2 separate regions of the Mus musculus genome follow, and region 2 is linked to region 1. The links are chromatin contacts, called in public HiChIP or PLAC-seq maps. All regions are on one chromosome and are shown on one strand. The core of a region is the stretch at or near the end of the contact, and the rest is flanking DNA. Distances in the headings are between cores, read along the strand shown.

Region 1 (4,169 bases), core at 1,657-4,156:
AGAGGAGAGCATTATCGAGTGAGCCACTGGGCTATTGACAAAGCCAGGGTTCTGTTCAGGGCAGCATCGCAACAAAGTCTCCCTCCCTACAGCACAAAGAACCAGCGCCCCCCCCCCCCCCCCGAGAAAGCCAGTTTCCTCATTGATGGACAGAGTTAAAGTCCTAGAAAGTAATGGTTCATAGGCAGAGAGCAATGTCACACCTGATGGTATATACACATCTGGGGATTTGTAAAGATCTCTGCCATGTTCATCTCAAATGCCAAGTACACAAAAGGGCACCAAAGGCAAGCCTCATTGATTTCCCAGTCTTGGGAAAGCAATCTTGCCTTTAAGTTGGGTGTGTCAGAAATTAAACAGATCAGTGGAGCTGCTTCTGGCTGGTTAGACTGACAGGGTGGCCACTCCTCATCTGCTTTTGGCTGAGTCTCTTGATGTTAATCACTGCCAGCCCCACCCTGTTCTTGGGTAGTTGAAGGAAACCAGGTGTCCTGCCTCCGTGCTGGGAAAGTGAGTCTGCATGAGGTATTTTTGTGCAGAGTATTGTGGTGTCATCAAGGCAGGGCAAGTCCTTAGAACCCTGAGAACTCTATCAGCATCTGGGCAAAGCAACACAAAGACACCCACATTCTGTGTTTAGCTAGAGCTCTCCCCCGTGGTTGTCAGCTCAGTCCACAAAGTGCCAGATGCCCCTCTACACAGCAGAGGCCTGCTACCAAGAGTTGAATTAGTCTGCTCCTTAGAGTGAAATCAGTCTAACATGATGCTCGAGGGCACACTATTCCTAAAGCTCAAAGAGACAGCAAGCAACAGATGTTAAGGACTAGGCACATCAACCCAGACATATCTAAACGTCACAGTCACAACTTGTAAGTTCCTTATGGCCACTGAAGTGCAAGCTTGTGTAAAAGAGGAAGCCAGAGGTAGAGAGAGGGTTTCTCGAGGTGAGATAATAGCCTCAGTGGAGGATGGCAATGTTTGCCTTCCACCTTCAGACTGAGGCGTTGGCCTTTGGGAGTCTATCCAAGGGGCCAGACACTAAAGTGGACCTGGATGTTATCTCTAAAGTCAACTAGGAACTATTTTTGTGGAGTGTTATCGTTGTGTGTATGTGCATGGGTGGTAGGTGTGGGAGTTGGTGGCATGCACGTGCTATGGTGTGTATGGGGAAGTCAGGAGATAGGTTTTGAGTTGGTGTTTTTCTTTCCATTATGGGTTTCAGGGATTAAAGTCAGGTCCTGGGGCTTGTGTACCCAGAGATTTTACTCACTAGGCCATCTTGCTGGCCCTGGAATTGGTATCATTTAAGCAAACAGCACAAGGCAAGTTGCTTTCTGATAATCATTTATGTGCCTGGGTTGTCTAGCACATGTATGAAACCATGATGCCTCCAAATAGCCCATGTGATACGAATTTCCGTTGTTCAGAATCACAGCTGTACCCAGCACCATTAGAGAAACAGCAATTTGTATTGTAGTGTCATTATCCCTATTTGGCAGGTGGAAAAATTAAGGCCCTGAAATGCTAAGAACTGGATCCCACCTCACAGAGGAAGTCTTGGGCATGGCACAGGCTGTACTCACTCTGTGTTTACTTACCTTATCAATGTGATAATGTTCAAAATTATGGTTCTGAACTATGCTCTAATTGACTACATATGTGGGTTCTGAAATCCATTTCCATTAGCCACTCATGTTGCTAGACAGGAGTGTGGCAGGAATAGTTCCTTTTTGCCTAGGTTCTGTTACACCCCCTTCCAAATTGATTTGGTATCTTAACCCTAGTAGGTGGGGCTCTAATGAGAGGATTTTTGTCTGTCTTTCTTTAGTTGCAGAAAAAGACCCTACAAGTCCATTCTTATAGATGCTTCTCACCACCATATTCAAATTATCTGTGGCCATATGCAGTCATTTCTCTCATGCTTGTATGGCTCCCCAACATTCAGGGATGTCACTCTGGATGTGGGGAATTTCAATGTAGAAAAGGTGACCAGTGTGCTGTTGCAGTAAAGAAGTTCAGTAGCTAAGCTCCTTGTCCAGTGCCTGGTTGCTGCCATTCTTTGGAGGTCCCCTGTGGCGACTCACTCCATCTTCTTCCAAGTACAGCCCAAATCACATGTTTCTGCCAACACCAGGTGAGACCTACAGACCTGCCCCGTCATTGACTCGGGACATAAACAAATTAGCAACCCTTGGCCTGGAGCCCAGTGCAGAACTTGAATAAGCAGTGGGTGATTTGAGTCCTGTGACAAAAGCCCCCCTCAGAACTCTGAGAGCTTGAATGTCTCTAGGTAGCGAATTGGATGGCTGGTCCTTCGGTGCTTTCTATGTGAAGGCTGAGGAAAACTCAAGCAGGAGTTATTCATTGGTGGCGATGTCTAACTCAATGGGTTACCTGTGAGATGGTGATGACAAGGCAGGAGAGTGATTCTGTTGTCCTCTCAGGGCAGACTATATCTGTCGTGGTGTGTGTATGCATGTACTGTGTGGGAACACATGTACACATGTATATGCATTCTCCGTTCAGTGTTTTCTGTCAGCCACGCACCGTGCAAAGAACATTCTAACCTCATCACACTTATCATTTCTAGGTAGAAAAACAGCCTCAGAGAGTTCCCGGGACTTAACTGACTCTGCCCTGCTACAACTCTGGAGAGAGGGTTTGCACACAGCTCTGGTGAATCCCAAACTAGCACCTCCTCAAGGACCAGTCTACTGTCTTCTTAATGTCCCTTGTCTCCCCATCCCCTTCATCTCTTACCTAGGGCCTTCATGTAGCCTTCAAAGTTCTCATTACTCTCCATTTCCCAGGTTCCATTTTGGTCCTTCGTCATGATGGTGGCCTCTGGTTTGATGTGGACGTTCGGTGACTGTGAAGGAACAGGCTGCAGGGAGACTATGCTAAATGTTACTGCTTTTATAGCTTAGTGGACCAGGTATATAAAGATAATAGAGTCAAAGGTCATAAGCCCAGCTCAAAGGAACTGCCCTTGCCTTTGCAAAGTTCAACAGGTCTGTGGGCAGTCCAGGCACAAAGTCCTGCCGTTGCCAGGTCTGCGTGTCCCTGTGATCTCCATGACACACTGCCTTGGAGCAGCTCATTTTAGGCTGACTGGCCTCCCACAGAGATCCTGGCCTCACACAGAACATTCCATACAGTTCCTAAGGAAAACAAACACTCAGTATTTGTCCCACACGTTCTGCAGGACACCGGAGCCAGGCTTGCCTATCACATAACCAGCATTGATTTGGCCAGTGAAGCTGATGGTGGGTTTTTACATCTGAGGAACTGTTCTTGTGCCAGGCCACACTTGAACTTCATTTTGTCTCAGTTCACAAAAGCTCTGTGGGTTGTATTTAACAGCCCTCCCCACCTCCTGACTCTCTCTCTCTCTCTCTCTCTCTCTCTCTCTCTCTCTCTCTCTCTCTCTCCAGGTCTACAAGGCTCAGGGAAGTTAAATGATAAGCCCAAGGGTGACTTGTAAAAACAGAACCTGGAAAATGAACTGTGACCTGTGACAGCAGAATGGGACAGAAAGGACCTTTGGGGATTCATCACTTGCCTTCCACATTCAGATTTAAGCACTTTAAAACAGTCCCCCCAAACCCCACAGGTCTTGCATGCAAGAATATAAGGCAAGCTGGCCTGGTGGGGTGGGGCTGAAGATAAGAAGGGCTATTAATTGTGGTGAGCAGGAAGCCTGGGTGTAAATGGGCATAGAGAGAAAGAGCTGTTGGTGCTGATATAAGACAAGAAGGGGAAACAGACAGGAAACCTAGTCTCTTGAGGGGCCCATTGCTTCAGTGAAGTTGCACACGAGTCAAAATAACAGTGAAACAAAGAAAGCCCGTGTCTTTAGCTTGGACACTGCGTGGGTCGAAAGAAGTCCTCCACTTTGGCCTGGGTCTAGACTTTGAATTTAGATTTCTGGGCTAACCTAAGGGATTCAGCAAGTGTAAAATTACCTGGAAGCACACATTCAAGCCAGGCCAGACAGAGTTCTCTGTGGTAAAGACATAGCAACAATAGGTTCAGGACCAGAAAACACGGTGAAGCTGATTGCCAAGAACAAGCAGCCCCAGAAGCAGACAGGTTTCCAGGAGTTCCAGAGAGCAATCAGGAGACAGATTTAAAATCAATAAGGAAATTCAAAAATCACCCCCAAACTT
Region 2 (4,202 bases), core at 192-2,691, 950 kb before region 1:
CAATTATCTGAAAGACACACAATTACAAGTGTTGGCAAGAACAAGAATGGAAACAAAGGCTGTGTCTAAAGTCTTGGCCTCCCTACCTGGGAAGGGAGGCAGAAGTTGAGGTCCCCTAGGCTTGTAGCTCTACCTACTCAGCCGTTCAAGGCCAATGAGACTCCTCAAAAGAAACAACAACAACAACCACACCCCAACCAAAGATCAAAATAAAGCAAAATGGTGACAGGCACCCGAAAGGTAACACCCACTGTTGTCCTGTCCTCACAACTGTACGCATGCACAGGTGCATGCTTATGTCCCCGCACACACGTGAGTGGTGCCAGTGTAACATGCTATGGCTGCGTTGGAAACAGATATATGCCCCCGAAAGAGTTCCCCAGTCAACCCGGCAATTCCGCTGGAGGTGTATGTATCCAAGAGGAATCACAGTATTTACATAAAGACTTTTAACACTAGCACTTTATTCACACCGAGAGAAAGGGGGAAAGTAGGTAAGCATCGACTGAGGAAAGGCTAAACAAATGCTTCCTATACACACAGTGGGAGATGAGTCTGGCCGAGGTGTGGCTACGCGGAACCACGTGCATCCAGTCTGCACACACCGTGGAAGAAGCCAGTCACAGAGACCACATGTTGTATGACTCCATTTATATAGAATGTTCTGAATAGGCAAATCCACCGAGGCTGAAATGCAGATTAGAGGGTTCCAGAGCCTGGGAGGGGGGAAGAATGGGGAGAGGTTACCCACAGAGGTTTTTTCTTTTAATTTATTGGGGAAAGGAGTAGTGACCCGAATGTTCTGGAATTAGATAAATAACTATGGTCGCACAACTTTGTTATACCAAAACCCCACTGAAACGTACGCCTTTAAAAGCATATACTCAGCGTTATGTGATCATATCTCAAGTCTTGTAAAAGGGAAAGCCGGGGATAGGGAGTAGGGAATGACTCCAACCCAATGGAAGAGCTAAATGGTGTGCGAACGTCGCCGCCGCCTCCTATCCAGGTCGCTGGCTAATTCTCAAGAACTTTGAGGCCTGAATCTGGCACCTAGCTAAAGCAAGCAGCAGGCCCTCGGAATCTTGGGGTCCTCGGGACGTGGTTGAAGCGACGGGACTCTTCTAAGGACTGGGGAGGCGTCCGCAGGTCCCGAAGTTGGCAGCCCGAAGAGTTAAAGATTGAACCTACAGCTCTTTTAAAGCCGCCCGGGGCCAATTCCCCTTAGGTGTCCTAGGCTTATCGGCGGCTCACAGACTGCAGATCCGTGTGGTGAGTGAGTGGAGGCGAGGGGACCCTTGCCCGGTGCCAGCTGTCCCAATGCCCACAGTGGTGCCGTTTGGGGGTCGTCGCAGCCACTCGGAAGGCTCCCGAGGCGCGGGGTGCGCGGTCGCTTTAAGGCGTCAGCGGGGCGGGGACGGCGGCGGCCGGGCTGGCTGGCGCGGAGCCGTCAGTCGGCGGCGCGGGGCCCGGCGGGCGCGGCGCTCCCTCCTCCCGGTGCGAGCGAGGAGGCGGTGGCCCAGGGCGGGAGCCCAGCCCCGGCGGGAGCGCGCGGCGAGCCGCCCGGCAACCCTGAGGGGAGGAGGCCGCCGGGCGCTTTGTTCCGTTCCGGGGCTGGAGGTGTGGCCGGTTCCGCGTTCGCCGGGCTGCGCTGCGCTGCACCCGGCTGCACCCGGGCAGCGGGCTCCGGCTGTGCGTGGCCTCTGCCCCCTACCACCGGCTCTGGCTTAACGGTGTGCAGCGGAGAAGTCGCTCACCACTCCGACCCAAGTGGGAAGGGCCTAGCCGCCGCTTAGACAGACTCCTTTGATTGTAGTCATCCTGGGGTTCCTCGGCTGCCCGGGTAAGGACTCGGCAGGGAGGTGGGCGGCGGGGTCGGGTAGGGGCTCTCCTGGCTTAAAATGGCGTAAATCAGGTTAAAGATCTACGGAGAGGTGGTACATTCATGTGGATAATACAAAACCGCTTTCTTCATAAACAACTCTTCACTGCGTCCTGGGTTCGGGTTGCTGGGCTGGCTCTCTGGTCACCACTGGGGCCTGCGCTCGTTAAACTGATGCGGCCCGGTGCCCATCATGTGTCAGGCTCCATGCCAAATCCTGTTCTGCTTGGAAAGCAGGGCACAAACTGAATGACAGTCTAGTGTGGTCAGTGGGAGAGCTCAAGTGCCCCTACGCCAGGGTTAGGTCAGAGAGACGACTGTTCAGAAGAGCAGAGTGGGCCCTTGACATTACGGTAGAACCCCCTGCAAAGCTGAGGTGCCTTGGGGACGGAGTGCAGTCTGGAGAATAGGACAAAGACCGTGTCACCTGAACTCTGACCTGAGCGCTGGGGCAGCTCCTGATGGTGGGGAACCTTCTTGGGCTACAATGGTGTTTTTGATTCTCTGGACCAAATTATAGAGACTGACTGATGACGCTCAAAACTGTGGCCTCCAGAGGTCTGGCTGGCCGAGGAGTGAGCGGAGAATGCTTAAAGCAAAGCTTACAAAGCCCTGGTACTTGATGGGAATTTGCCTATCTTCAGACAGGACGCCTCCAGAAAGATGGGAGAAGTGGGACGTTAACCTACCCAGGACTGTGCCTATGCCTGTGCTTTTGACCCCGTGTCTGTTCTGGCCTGTTGTGAGTGAGGCTCTAAGATGCTGACGTTTAAGGCTTGTGCAGCCTGCACTGTACATTCCTAGTGTACCAGTCCGCACGTCCTGCAGTGGTGGGTTGAAGTGTGGGGTGGCAGCTATGTATATTAACAACTGACGCATGTAAGGGCTCAGCTGTGAACAAAGCACTTTCACTGAAGCAGTTCGTAGACTTTCTCCTGCCCCTTTTCCCAGAGAAGAAATCTGAGCTGCTAACATTCCGTAAACCTTCTTATTTCCTGTAAATTGCATGTCCCTGCTGACTGGGGCTGAAAATGTTTCAGGCCGTGGTGTTTCTTCGGGGATGTGTGTGTGTGTGTGTGTGTGTGTGTGTGTGTGTGTGTGTGTGTGTGCTCATAGTACCCTGCAGGCAGTTAGCCTCGCCGACTGCGTTTCATGGCATGGTTTGGCCTTTCTCTGGCCCGGTGGGAGGTGTGGGGGCTCTGTTGCAGTGGGTTTCAAGGTTGGTCTCTTTGTAGTGGGAGGTTAAGCAAGTCCAATGTTCTGGTGGAAACTGCCACCCCCAGATGTGACCTTGACATTTCCTTATGGAGAGGAAAGGCCCTCTGGGGAGGCAGGTGACTGACTACCCTCTAGAGCAGTGGGCCTTGCTCCTGTCTAAAGCAATTTCCATAGCCGTGGCTGGCCTGCAACCTACTGTGTTCTCTGGTCTGCCACTCACAGAGATCTTCTGACCTCTGCCTCCTGAGTGCTGGGATTAAAGATACATACCACTCGCCTTGGCTGCATTTATAAGATTTGGGGGAGGTGAGTGACAAATGGAACTTTTATTACTAGTTTTAGGCCCAGATGTTTCATACTGTTTGTATACAGTGACAAGTCACTTCCCCCCTGAGGTTGGTCCCTGAGCTCCAGGGATCATCATCCAGAACCAGGGAGGATATTAATGAATTGAGTCCTTTAAGTGACAGGTCCTAACATCATGTGTTTACCAGTCTCCTGGATCGACTCAGTTCTCAGGAAATTGTGATCTCTATCCTGTATTGGACACATGTTGTTGTTGTAATCTTGTCTACCACTGAGAGGCCCCAGTCAGTGCACCTCCCTGGAAGGACCTGAAAACATACTGCTCCTGGGTATTGTGTTGTTTGTGCAAGCCGGGCTAAGTGGGAACTGGGTTCTTGTGCAAAGCTGTAATGCTCACTAGTATCTAGAGGGTCTGAGTGCAGGCATAAGCCGGCTATGAGCTATCAGCACCTTTCTAGAGAGATGGGGAAAATGGAGGAGTTGGCTATGAGCATCTTGCAATCTGGAGCACCTACCAGGTGCCCATGATACAGATGCTGAGCTGAGCGCTTTGTCAATAGACTCTGAAGCCTTACCCTTAGAATTTAATATGATGCTTCCAGGCCGGCCCTGTGGTCCAAATCTGCAGGGATGCAAGTAACAAAACACAAATAACAATAGGCTAGACGCGGCTCAGATCTCCCAAAGACACTCTCGGCTCTTGGAGATCATTGTACCCTTCCAGCTACTTATTGTGTGGGGTAGACGGTCAAGAAGGATGAGGCTTGGAGTTTAGACTCATGATTTGCATGACCTC

The links. HiChIP or PLAC-seq counts read pairs in DNA pulled down with a chosen protein or histone mark.
Region 2: a contact with region 1 is called in a FOXA1 HiChIP or PLAC-seq map of pancreatic cancer cells. The contact joins the promoter of Mras here to the promoter of Rbp2 in region 1.

What each region holds. Positions count from the first base shown.
Region 1 is chr9:98,489,274-98,493,442 of GRCm38.p6, reverse strand. Rbp2 (retinol binding protein 2, cellular) reads right to left here and starts at 2,906. Exons shown (of 4, transcript NM_009034.4): 1 at 2,761-2,906. The coding sequence starts at 2,833.
Region 2 is chr9:99,433,951-99,438,152 of GRCm38.p6, reverse strand. It overlaps Mras (muscle and microspikes RAS), which reads left to right and starts at 1,441. Exons shown (of 6, transcript NM_008624.3): 1 at 1,441-1,843.